Regions from separate parts of the Pan troglodytes genome. Here region 1 is linked to region 2. Evidence: chromatin contacts called from public HiChIP or PLAC-seq data. All regions are on one chromosome and are shown on one strand. Each heading gives the region's core, a stretch centred on a gene start, on an enhancer-like site or on the middle of the called end of the contact. The rest is flanking DNA. Distances are from core to core; before and after follow the strand shown.

Region 1 (5,726 bases), core at 781-3,280, 790 kb after region 2:
ACCTGAGTTCCATTTGACTGGTTTTTAAATGCCAATTTCTTACATAAAAAGTCATTTTATTTTGCATTTCTTTGATTGCTTGTGACATTGAACATTTATTCATATGTGAACTACCTATTTTTTTTACTGATTTTCCAATGAAAGTCTTAGAGTTTTCATATTGATTTGGAAAAGCTTTTTATTCCTTTATGATATCAGTCCCTTGGCATATTTAATGCAAGTTCCCCCAATTTGACATTTACCTTTTAACAGTGTTTATAATCTATCTTGACACACCGAATTCTTAACCTAATATGTGGTTAAATCTACCTTTTTCTTCCATATTTTCTTCTATTGATTTACAGAGATTTTTCTGTCTTGAAATCAAGTAAACATTTACCTATATTTCTTCTTGTATGTTAAGGGTTTAACATTTTTCTTTTTACATTTTAAGTATTGCACAAGCCTGGAAGTTATTTTGGTTTATGAAGCTACAAAGGGAGGATTGTGTTTTTATTATTTTCCAAATATTCACGTAATTTTGAATATTTTTTTTTGCCTTGTCTATGAAAGGCACTGCTTCTTAACTAAAGACGTCAGGAGACAAGATATCTCCCCCTCAAAAGAAACTAACATGCAATTTCAGGTTCTGTGATTAGTGGTGAGTTAGATTTCATCTTTTGAAAGGGTGTAGGAGGAGGTGGGAAGGGATTTTTCAACATCTCTCAGATGATCCCAAGCAAGCTTTACATCAGTTTCCTGAGGGTTGACACTCGCTTCACCACTGTTCTTGCATTTAAGATCAAATATAAAGGAGAGTGAGACATGTGAGTTGCAATATCTGAAAGTAGAGCCTCAACAGGGACTCAAGTCTAACATGATGTCCATTTGGTTCAGGAAAGCATACATGCATCCTCAAAATAGGATGGGCTGTGTCTGCAGGAGAGTAAGCTCCCCAAAGACCGATACTCCTCTTGTATTTCCACCCTCCAGCTCCTCTTACATAGTCCTCTGTAACCTCCAAACTTGCTCTCCTGACTTATTGAGAGTTCAGTGTACTGGTGACCAATCCTGAAAACTGCTCCTTGGCTCCAGACCCACCCTGTCTCAACCTCATATGCTTTATTTTTTGTTCCCTTAATTCTCCTCCTCCATGCTCTCCCTCCATCTGGAAGAAGGAGGTGCATTTGTGAGCATTTATCTTTCCAGGAATAGCCTCTGAAGCTCAGAAAAGGGAACAGGCAGAGGAAAGAATGGCCAAGCCTATGGTCAAGTAGCCAGGTAGGACTACTAGGACGTGAGCCCAGCTCTGAGCTCATCAGGGCAAGATGGCTGTTGCCAGTCTGTGGCTGCCAGCAAAGCAGAGAGAGCTGGCTTCTCCCCAGTCACTTTCCTGGGTGACAGTGAGGATTGCTCAGAGCTGAAGTATGCTAGACATCAATGATCAGAGGTAGCTATTTAAAGTCCTGCTTTTCTTATTGATGTAACTAGGTTTGGGGCATGATAGGAGGGTTTGGGGGTGGATGCAAGGGAAAAGGAGTGGTCTGAAGCCAGTGCTGGACCTGTGAAGCGAGAATCTTAATTGCTGCTTAGGAAGGAGTTCTTATGTGTGGAGGCTCGGCTACTTCCCTTGGCTGGGGGCGTGCCCTGCCCTACTTCACCCACACAGAGTGATAGGGACTTACTTTTTCAGACAGAACAGGAAACCAGGTAGGGCTGCCCAGATTTGCCCTTGAGACCTGCACTCCTGGGTCCCTAAAGAAGTTTGAGAGTCAGGGCCAGACACCATGTTCCTCAGCAGGCCAAAGGGCTCTGTGGATGGGGGCAGGTGTGCATAGTGAATTCATCAGGCATCAAATTCCCAAAGGAGGGGCGCCTTTTCCAGCATCCACTCAGGGTTTGGGCTTGTGCCTGTGCCCTTTATTTTTCAGCTTGAGCTTGATATCTCTATGAAGTACCCCACTCCTACTTGAGAGAATAATAGGAGTAGAACAAGGCCAGGCAAGGAGTCCTAAGCAGTGATCTCCCCTCCATTCTTTTGTATTTGGCAGCTTGAAGGCTGCACTGCAGCTGAGGGCACAGTAACCATGGTGACAGGGCTGGCCCCATAGAAAGGGTAGGCTCCAGGGAGGAGTCAGCTTTGGGATATGTTTAGAGGTGAATCAGAAACACTTGCACTGATCTTATACAGATTTGTAAAGTTACGTTTCTCTCCAGTTATAGTCAGTGGAAGCCCCAGCTAGCATTTTACCTAATGGCCTTTCATATTCATCAAGATTATCTGAAAACCTTTAAGAATTAGTTCATCAAATCAAAATAGCTTTTTACAAGCATTTACATGTGTGACACTCTCTGTATAACACACAAAAATATATAAGATCCAAACTGTAACTTCAGGAGGCTTTTATAGCAAGGAAACCAAGGTATTAAAGTCTTAAAGAGCTGAATATAAGCTCTGAATGACAATGGAAGATAGCAATAGAAAAATAGTAACAATGCAGCAAATGGTTAATTGTCAATGAATAATATAAACAATATTTTATTGAACGATTCATACTGGGGAGTCTTGGAAGGCTTTACAAAGTGGGCAGCATTTGAGCTGGGTGCAGGATGGGTAGGATCTGTCTCCCTGGCTCAGAAGAGTGGAAGAGGAGGGGCAGTCTAGGAAGAAGTGAAAGCATAGGGCAGAGAGCAGAATGTGTGCCCAAGAAGAGAGGGTAAACACTCTGACTGAAGTAGGGGCTTCAGGTGGGACCTATGAGGGAGATGAGTTTATTACAGTAGCTCCAGTTTGTGGGAATGAACATGAAACTGGGCAAATTTGATAGCAGGATGGAGTGTTAGCCTGGGATTTAGAATGAGGATGATCAAGACCATCAGGGAGGAGCTCCAGGTCCCCAAGGGATGAGAGCACCAAAGAAATCGGTAAGCCATGAAGATAAATTTACTCAATTTTGTAGCTTTGCTGTAGACCATTCCTGGGGATGAGAAGCCAGTAACACATTCATTCCAGAGCAAGCTCATCAGCATATAGAAAGGAATTGCTTCTGACTGTCTTGGGAACCTAACTCATGCATAATGAAGGCTAAATGCTGCCTTTAATAATTTTATAAATACAAAGCATGTGATTTGTCTACAGAAAACTGTAGAAAGTATCCTGTTTGGAGAAATCATGTGTAAAAAGGTATGTGCACATATGTGTTCACAAGAATGCAGGAGCTATCAGAACTTCAATATGTATGTGCAAACATGATATTGAGCTCCAAACATCAACTTATTATTGTTTCTTGGTTAAATATCCTCATATATTGTTTCAGAAGCAATTTCAACATCTTGACCCCAGAATCTTACAAAAGACAAATCACTTTTTCTCCAGCAAGATTCTGTGGTATGCCCAAGCCTGCTTTTGTCTCCTTACCAACGGTGGAGGGAATCTCAAGTTGAATCTTGAGAGCCCAGTATTTCAAATGAAATTCTGTCCCATCTTTCATGGTCATGAAACCTTTTTTCATGCTCCTGCCAACACCAATCTTTCCAATTTTCCATAGATTAGATACATAATGGTACTTAGTTTTTCTGATTTAATATATATGACTTGTTGCCCTATCAAGAGTATGGGATCTTGTCACCCACAGTATGGGTATCACTTGAGAAGTTAGAAATGCAGAATTTCAGGCTCTACCCTAGACTAACTGAATAGCATCTGCAATTTAACAAGACCCTGAGAGATCTGTGTGCATATTTAGTGTTTGAGAGACATTTCTCTAGGAGACAGAGAGCATATTTTGCATTTTACCCATATTCACATCCCTTTGTAATCTCATGGAACCATGGCAGCCATGAAGTAAATCGAACCCATTCTTAGTGAAATCAATTAAAACAATCCCAATGGCCAACCACTCTAACAAAAAGATAGTGTTGTCATCATTTTATCTGATTCAAACCACCCAGGGAGACAGGCAAAACACACTGTTTTATCCCCATTTTACAAGTAAAAAAATGGAAACTCAGAAGGGTTTCATAGTTTCCTAAGGTCGAACAACTGAAACTTAACAATATTAATTTTTTCAACCCATGAGCATGAAATATCTTTTCTTTTTTTCTTTTTCTTTTTTTGTTGTTGTTGTCCTCTTTAATTTCTTTCATCAGTGTTTTACAGTTTTCCTTGCAGAGATCTTCCACTTTTTGGTTAAATTTATTCCTAGATATTTTATTTTTGTAACTATTACAAATGGGATTACTTTCTTGATTTCTCTTGCAGACTGATCATATTAGTGTATAGAAATGCTACTGATTTTTGTATGTTGATTTTGTATCTCACAACTTTACTAAATTTGTCAGTTCTAAAAGTTTTTTGGCAGTCTTTGGGTTTTTCTAAATATAAGATGATGCTGTCTGCAAACAAGGACAATTTGACTTCTTCCTATCAATTTGGATGCCCTTTATTTCTTCCTCTTGCTTAATTGCTATGCTTAGGACCTCCAGCACTAGGATGAATAAAAGTCATGAAAGTGGGCATCCTTGTCTTGTTCCAGATCTTAGTGTAAACACTTTCAACTTTTCCCTGTTCAGTATATTAGCTGTGGGCTTGTCATATATGTTCTTTATTGTGTTGAGGACTTTTGATTATGAAGGGATGTTGAATTTTATCCACATCAAATACCAATGACATTCTTCCCTGAAATAGAAAAAAAAATCCTAGAATTCATATGGAAGCACAAAAGACCCTGAAACTGAGGGCATCAGACTACCTGATTTCAAATGATATAACTAAGCTATAGTAACCCAAACAGCATGGTACTGGCATAAAAACAGATACATAGACCAATTGAACACAGCCAACCCCTTTTTGGCAAAGTTGTCAAGAACATACATTGGGTAAAGAACCGTCTCTTTAATAAATGCTTCTGTGAAAACTGGATATCCATATAGAGAAGAATGAAACTAGACCCCACCTCTCACCACATACAAAAATTAATTCAAAATGGACTAAAGACTTAAATGTAAGAGCTACAATGAAACTACTAGAAGAAAACATTGGGGAATCACTACAGGACGTTGGTCTGGGCAGATTTTGAGGGGGTAAGACATTAAAAGCATAGTCAAGAAGAGCAAAAATAGACAAATGGAATTACATCAAGCTAAAAAGCTTCTGCACAGCAAAGGAAACAATCAACAAAGTGAAGAAACAACCTACAGAATAGGAGAAAGTATTTGCAAACTATCCATCCAACAAGAGATTAATTGCCAGAAATTATAAGAAACTCAAACAACTCAATAACGAAAAAACAAATAATCCAATTTAAAATAAGCAAAACACCTAAATAGACATTTTTCAAAAGAAGACGTACAAATGGCCAATAGGTATATGTAAAAATGCTCAACATCACCAATCATCAGAGAAATGCACATCAAAACCACAATGAAATATCATATCACCCCAGTTAGAATGGCTATTGTCAAAAAACACACAAAAAATAACCAGTATTAACAAGGATGAGGAGAAATGGGAATGCTCATACACTGTTGGTCAGAATGTAATGTAGCCATTATGGAAAACAGTATGGAGGTTCTTCAGCCAACTAAAAATAGAACTACTATATGATCCAGCAATGCCACTGCTGGTATACACCCAAAAGGAAGAAAATCAGTATATCAAAGACATATCTACACTTCCATGTTTATTGGCTCACTATTCATAATAGCCAAGATGTGGAATTAACCTGTGTCTATCAAGGGATATTGAT
Region 2 (5,881 bases), core at 2,954-5,453:
ACACTTACTATACATCTTGCTGCCAGCAGTTATGGGGGAAAGGGTACAAAGGGGCAGAACTATTTACTTAATGCTGGCCAGAACTATTGTACTAAATCCAAAAAACCGTGAATAGGGTTAAAGTAGTTCAAAAGGAAAAATACGTTTCCATCCTAATCTGATCTACTGTTTGTATGTTAAATAGTGGCATGCTGAACATTTGGTATAACCTAATGGGAAATCCCTCACGGGCAGAAAAGACTTAGACTCTGTGAATAAATCTTAGAGAAGTCACATCATACCCTCTTTTCTGCTATGTAAGCAAGGCACCACCAGCCCTAGGCCAGTAGTGAGGGGTTAAATCTCGTTTCAGCCCTGCTTTAAGTGAACATACATTAGTCCCACTGAAGGCTTGGGGAGAAGGGATAAAATGGGAAATGCATGAGCATTTGAAAAATCAAAAATAGGGTTGTCAGTATATCAAATAAAAATACAAAGTACCTACTTAAACTTGAATTTCAGATAAATAATGAATAACTCCTTAGTATAGCTATGTTCCCAAATCCCATCGATTGCATGGTTAACAACAGGTTGCAAAATAGAGGCAATTTATTGTCTGAATATTGCATGGCACATGGACTCATTCTGAAACTGTTTATCTGTAATTTGTATTTAACTGGATGTAATTTGTATTAACTGGATATTTTATCTGGTGGTCCCAGTTAAAAAGAAATATAATACCTTCATCAAGGTTCTTAATTTAACGTACTAGAGCATCTCAGAGGTCAAGAGAGCCTGAATTACATTCTAGAAGAATTTACGTATTTTTTCATTTTACAAATTAACACTTTTAACTATAATGAATAATGCATATGTTCACTAGATAATTATAGCATACATATTTAAAATTAAACCAGATATTGATTTTTTATATTTTATTTTATTGTGGCAAGAACACTTAAAGGAGATCTTACCCTCTTAAATTTTTAAGTGTATAATACATTATTGTTGCCTATAGGTACAATGCTGTACAGCAGATCTCTTGTGCTTGCCCATCTCACTTGACTGAAACTTCATGTCTGTTGATTAGTAATGCCTCCTTCTTACTTACTAGCAGTAGGGTAGTTCTGGCACTATTATACAAGGATGCTAAAATCCTAAATAAAATATTAGTAAATTAAAAAAATTGTAAACTATCATGTACTTTAGGCAATATGGTTGGGTAGTGAGCAACAAATTTAAATTTTCAAGTCTACTTTAAATCATATAAGTATATCCCAGTTATTGTATGTATTTATTATTTGGAGATAATGGCAAAGTCTAGATCGGAAGGCTTTTATATAATATGCTGAGAGCTAAATGTTCCTCTCTCCTCCTCCTTCACTCCCCACAAATGATTGGCTTCATTGGCCACAGAAGAGAAAATTGATCAATTGCTTGAAATATCTTTTTATTTCATCCCCAGGTATTGAAAGTCATCTTCCAGATTTGGGAACTGTATTTTCATTTCCTTTGGCTGTTGTAACAAATTACCACAAACTTGGTGATTTAAAACAATAACACTTATTTCTGTACAGTTCTGGAGGCCAGAAGTCCAAAATAACTTTCACTGGACAGAAATCGATATGAAAGCAGGATTGTGCTTCCTTGAGAAGCTCTTGGAGAGAATTCCTTCCTTGCCTCTTCCAGCTTCTGGTGGCTGCTGCCATTCATTGGCTTGTGACTGCATCATTCCAATCTTTGTCTCTGTGGTCACATTCCCTTTTCCTCTTCTATGTCTCAAATTTCCTTCTGTCTCCTACTTAAAAGGACCTATGATTGCACTTAAGGCCCACGCTGATAATCCAGGATAATCTCCCCTTCTCAGGATTCTTAATTTCATCACATCTGCAAAATCCATTTTCTTCCATATAAAGTAACAGAGTTTCTAGGGGATTATAACATGGGTATCTGTGGGGGCCATTATTTAACCTGCCACAGGAACTGACATTGCTCACTGCTGGGTCCCTGAAGAACACAAATTGGCTTGTTGGTGGGCTTGGCCAGGAATCGGTTTAGCTGGAGATGCCTTTCACTGATTGTGAAGGAGGTCCTAGAACCCAAACGTGAAGGCTCAGTGATCTGTCACGCACACCTGATGTCATGAGCATGGACCATGTCCCTCTCATGTTTCAAATACAGGCCACAGGCAGGGTCCATAGTCCCACCACAGAAAGCAGTTCTTGTGGTATTGAGGTCAATTATATGTCCTCAAAAACCTGAAGTTCTACCCATTTCATTACTGTCTCTTCTTCCTGCTATGATGCTAAATGTGGATGGGTAAACATTCATTATTTTTAAAATGCTCATTAACATGTATTAGGTGCCAGGGATTATGGCAGGCCATTTAAAGCATGGTGGTCGAGAAAGCAGCCTCTGAAGCAGATTGCCAGGGATCTAATTTCTGCTCCACTAATTACTGGCTATGTGATATACCTCTATGCCTATGTTCCCCGACTATAAAATAGGCTCTATCTCACAAGGATGTTGAGGATTAAATGAGCTATTATGTGTTAATGCTTGGACCAATGGCTGGCTGCTACCTGATCTTTGGTCTCTCTAACTTAACAAATGTTAATTACTATTTATTTGAATGGAGAAACCAAAGAGATATGGAGGCCTGTGTGAGACACAGGGATAGCTAAGGCAAGATATGTTCATGAAAGTAATTTTAAGTTTAGGAGTTAAGACAGTAAGTTTAACAAGAGGTCTGAGCATTGAGAGGTGTTTGTTTATTGTTTTTTAGAACTCTGACTTAAGTGAGTCAAGCAAGAGAAGAGAAAGAGGGAGGGAAAAATAAATGCTATTTTTGGAGGAAAGATGGTTGGGTAAGCTCTCTGTGGTACTGGTAGGCAGGTTTTGCATGTGGCTGGGTAGCTGGGCAGTCAAGTATTGCATTAACGCCAGCCTGATGCAGCTTGGGCTGGTGTGAAGAACCATGGGATCTCTAAGGCTTAGGGGTCTTCACATTTAATGATCACCAAGTTACCAACCTGAGTATCATCTTAGAAAAAGTGGGTAATATTTACAAGGAAGACTTGTTTCAAGAATCAAAGGAACGTATGAGCAATCATCCAGCTAACTCCAAAATGCTTTGTTTTCCACAGGACTAATTATATGGGATACAAGCCAAGCATACAAATTGAAGTCTTCCTTCCTTTAAATACCACATAAAACCACCAAAGCTTGCCTCATATTTAAGGGACATTCACTCCTTGAACATTGTTTGAATACGTACTGTATGCCGAGGACCACACTAGGAGCTGTTGACAAAGTTATGAGTATGAGTATGAATTATTTCTGCCTGAACAAACTTACAGACCAAAAGTTCTGCCTAGAGAAACTTAAAGACCAGTAGTAGAGGAAGTAATCCAAACAGGAAAATGTCACATGAGTGATAGGTATTATCATGAAACTAAGAACAGAATGCTGAGGGAAGCCCTTAGAAAGGAACTTCTCATTGTCTGCAGAAACAGGGAAAAGTAAATATAAAAATATTTCCACAACAATAACAGCGAGGAAGCGGGCTCATTAGAAAATGGCACGTGTGGCTTGGATTGGGGTAAAGAGGGTGTTCTGGAACTTTGTGGGCCTTTTTGCATATGGAGAAAAGCTGGGCTGACAGTCTAACTCCAAAGGCCAATGAACAGCGGTTAGATGATTAACACCTGGGAATACATTTCTACAATATTAAAAGTGATATGTAGCTCATTTAAAGAAATACATCTTAATATGTAGTACACAATATATCTAAACCATCGCAACGACAAAATCAAAGCAAGGTCCTTTGCACCGAAGGGCCTGGGGAGATGTGGGCGAAGACCCCAGGACCTTTCCCCTGCTCAGAGACCAAAGGGTTTTCAGAGCGGAGGTGGGGGCTCCCGGCAGGGGAAGTTAGAGCCGAGGGAGCGGCAGGAGCACGTGGGCTGAGTGGGGGTGGGAGGACGCAGACGGCGGAGTAACCGGTGGAAGTGTCAAAGAGGAAGGAGTGGAGGGCTGCTGAGGTGACAGGGTGTGGTCTGTGAGGGAGCGGACGAACCCGGAGAAGAGAGCAGAGAGACCCACCAGGACTAGGAGGCAGCGGGGAGCGTGCCTGCGTCGCTCGGAGCGGTGACAGCAAGGAGCGCAGCGCGGAGGCCGGGCGGCAAGGGGAGTTTCCAGTCCTCGATAAGTGGAGTCCCTGCTCTGCGCTGCGCCAGCGCCTTCCGCCTGGGCCCGCGGTGCCAGACACCTGCCGAGTCCGAAGCGGGAGTCAGGCTGAGCCTTCGGCCCCCAAGTAAGTCTTCCCTTTTCTCTCCATTTCTCCTCCGTCGCCTTTACTTCTTTATCTGCGAAGCGAGGAGCTGCTGACGGAGGTTCTGCGCGAAAAGCGCACCGGGGAGCTCTGGCGGCGTCCAGGATGCTCCAGCCTCCGGGCGCGCCGCGGCCGGCGCAGAGACCCGACCGCGAGGCCCGCCGCCCGGTTCCCGTGCGCAGCATGGCGCGAGGCGGCGGCAGAGTTGTTGGCACTGATAAGACCCGTCTTTTGTGTCTTGCCCGATCCCAGAGCTGTGCCAGGCCGGGGGGAGGGAGCGGAAGCCACTTTATGGCTCCTGGCCCCACCTCTTGCCCCCACCCCAAATCCTCCGGGATTTCAAAATGCCGCGGACTCGGGCGCAAGTGAGCGCCAAACCCGCAAGCTGGGCGAGTTGGATCCGGGTCGGCAGCCGGCTGAACCGCCACGCTGCCCCGCTTTTTTAATTTTCTTTTTAGATACGGCATCTAATTGGTGGGTGCTGGGAGGCAGGGCTGGCTGGGTGAGCACGAGTACCTGGGTGTAGGGAACGACCTACCTTCTTGCTTTCCTTGGGGTTTAGAGGGGAAGGGGTGGGGGCACCCAGAGCCCCGAAGCCCGGAGCGTCCCGCGCTAGCGGGCTTGCGCGCGGCCGGCGAGCAGGCGTTCTCTGGGTGGGTCCCTTGTCTGGCTCATTGTTCGCGGTGACTGTTCTTGGGGCCAGACTGAGCGACACAGACACCGCTCACCGGGCTGTAAATAAAAGTGACGACTTGGAGGAGTGGGGGTCAAGGCTGCCGGGAGGGAAAAGGCTTGCCCATTTTAGAAACCGACTTGGAGCTCGGAAGAGCAAACGTAGTCGACAGAGAAAACCGCTCCTGAGTGCGAAACTTAGATCTGACTCTAATTCACAGAGACAGCCTAGTAAATTAAACCCTCAGGAACAGGGCACGGTATTTCCCCCATTGAAATTGTTTTCAGAGTAACGAAGATGGAGTTTTAAGTGTTATTGACAGCTGGCCGCTTTCTCTTGCTAGCACCTGTTTCCCTTAAAGATTGCTGGGTGGGGTTTATTTTTTCGCCCCCTCCCTCCTTTTTTTAGAATGTGCATTTATTCCGTTTGTGCCTTCAGCTAGTCGAGTTGCATGGTGCTGGGAGGAGAATCCATTTTTGAAAGCAAAGTGCAATTTCCACTCTACAAATGGCCAAGCACTGGTGTAGACGTCCATTGCTCCCCTACCCTGGCCGCATGCTAACATTCATGGAGGCAGACATGTGTACCCAGAATCAGAGGGAGCCGGTTATCCTCAGTTGGAGATCCCAAAAGACTTCTGCATACAGTTCCTTTCGTTGGATGGTAGATACTCTTATTTGACTTTCTTCCATTCTTTAAATTACAATGGTATCACCTGTTCATGGTGCCTATTCCTTAGCCCACTACAAAGGAGGATGCATTTTGCTGGGAAAAAAATGCTCTTTCTTTTTCTGAGGTCCGTGGGTAGTATTCAGAATAAGCTCTTGACAAGAGAAATTATTAAATTATTATGATTTCTTATATATGTGTGTATATATAAATATATATGTACAAGT

Evidence for each region. HiChIP or PLAC-seq counts read pairs in DNA pulled down with a chosen protein or histone mark.
Region 1: a contact with region 2 is called in an H3K4me3 HiChIP or PLAC-seq map of stem cell-derived excitatory neurons, with 6 times the contacts expected there. The contact joins the enhancer-like site here to the promoter of SEMA6D in region 2. A contact is called at or near these places in 5 of 7 Hi-C or Micro-C datasets (blood, induced pluripotent stem cells, a lymphoblastoid cell line and 1 more) and 1 of 1 datasets of contacts at active chromatin or transcription factors (stem cell-derived excitatory neurons).

Annotation. Positions count from the first base shown.
Region 1 is chr16:39,960,426-39,966,151 of NHGRI_mPanTro3-v2.0_pri, forward strand. No RefSeq gene overlaps it. Among named protein-coding and RNA genes, the nearest start is that of SLC24A5, 140 kb to the right of the region's middle. Within about 2 kb of position 2,031, at least 5 of the 24 cell types and tissues checked have an H3K27ac peak or open chromatin away from gene starts, as enhancers often do. A contact at or near this core is called in stem cell-derived excitatory neurons, where this site is marked.
Region 2 is chr16:39,170,057-39,175,937 of NHGRI_mPanTro3-v2.0_pri, forward strand. It overlaps SEMA6D (semaphorin 6D), which reads left to right and starts at 4,204. Exons shown (of 21, transcript XM_016928165.3): 1 at 4,204-4,294.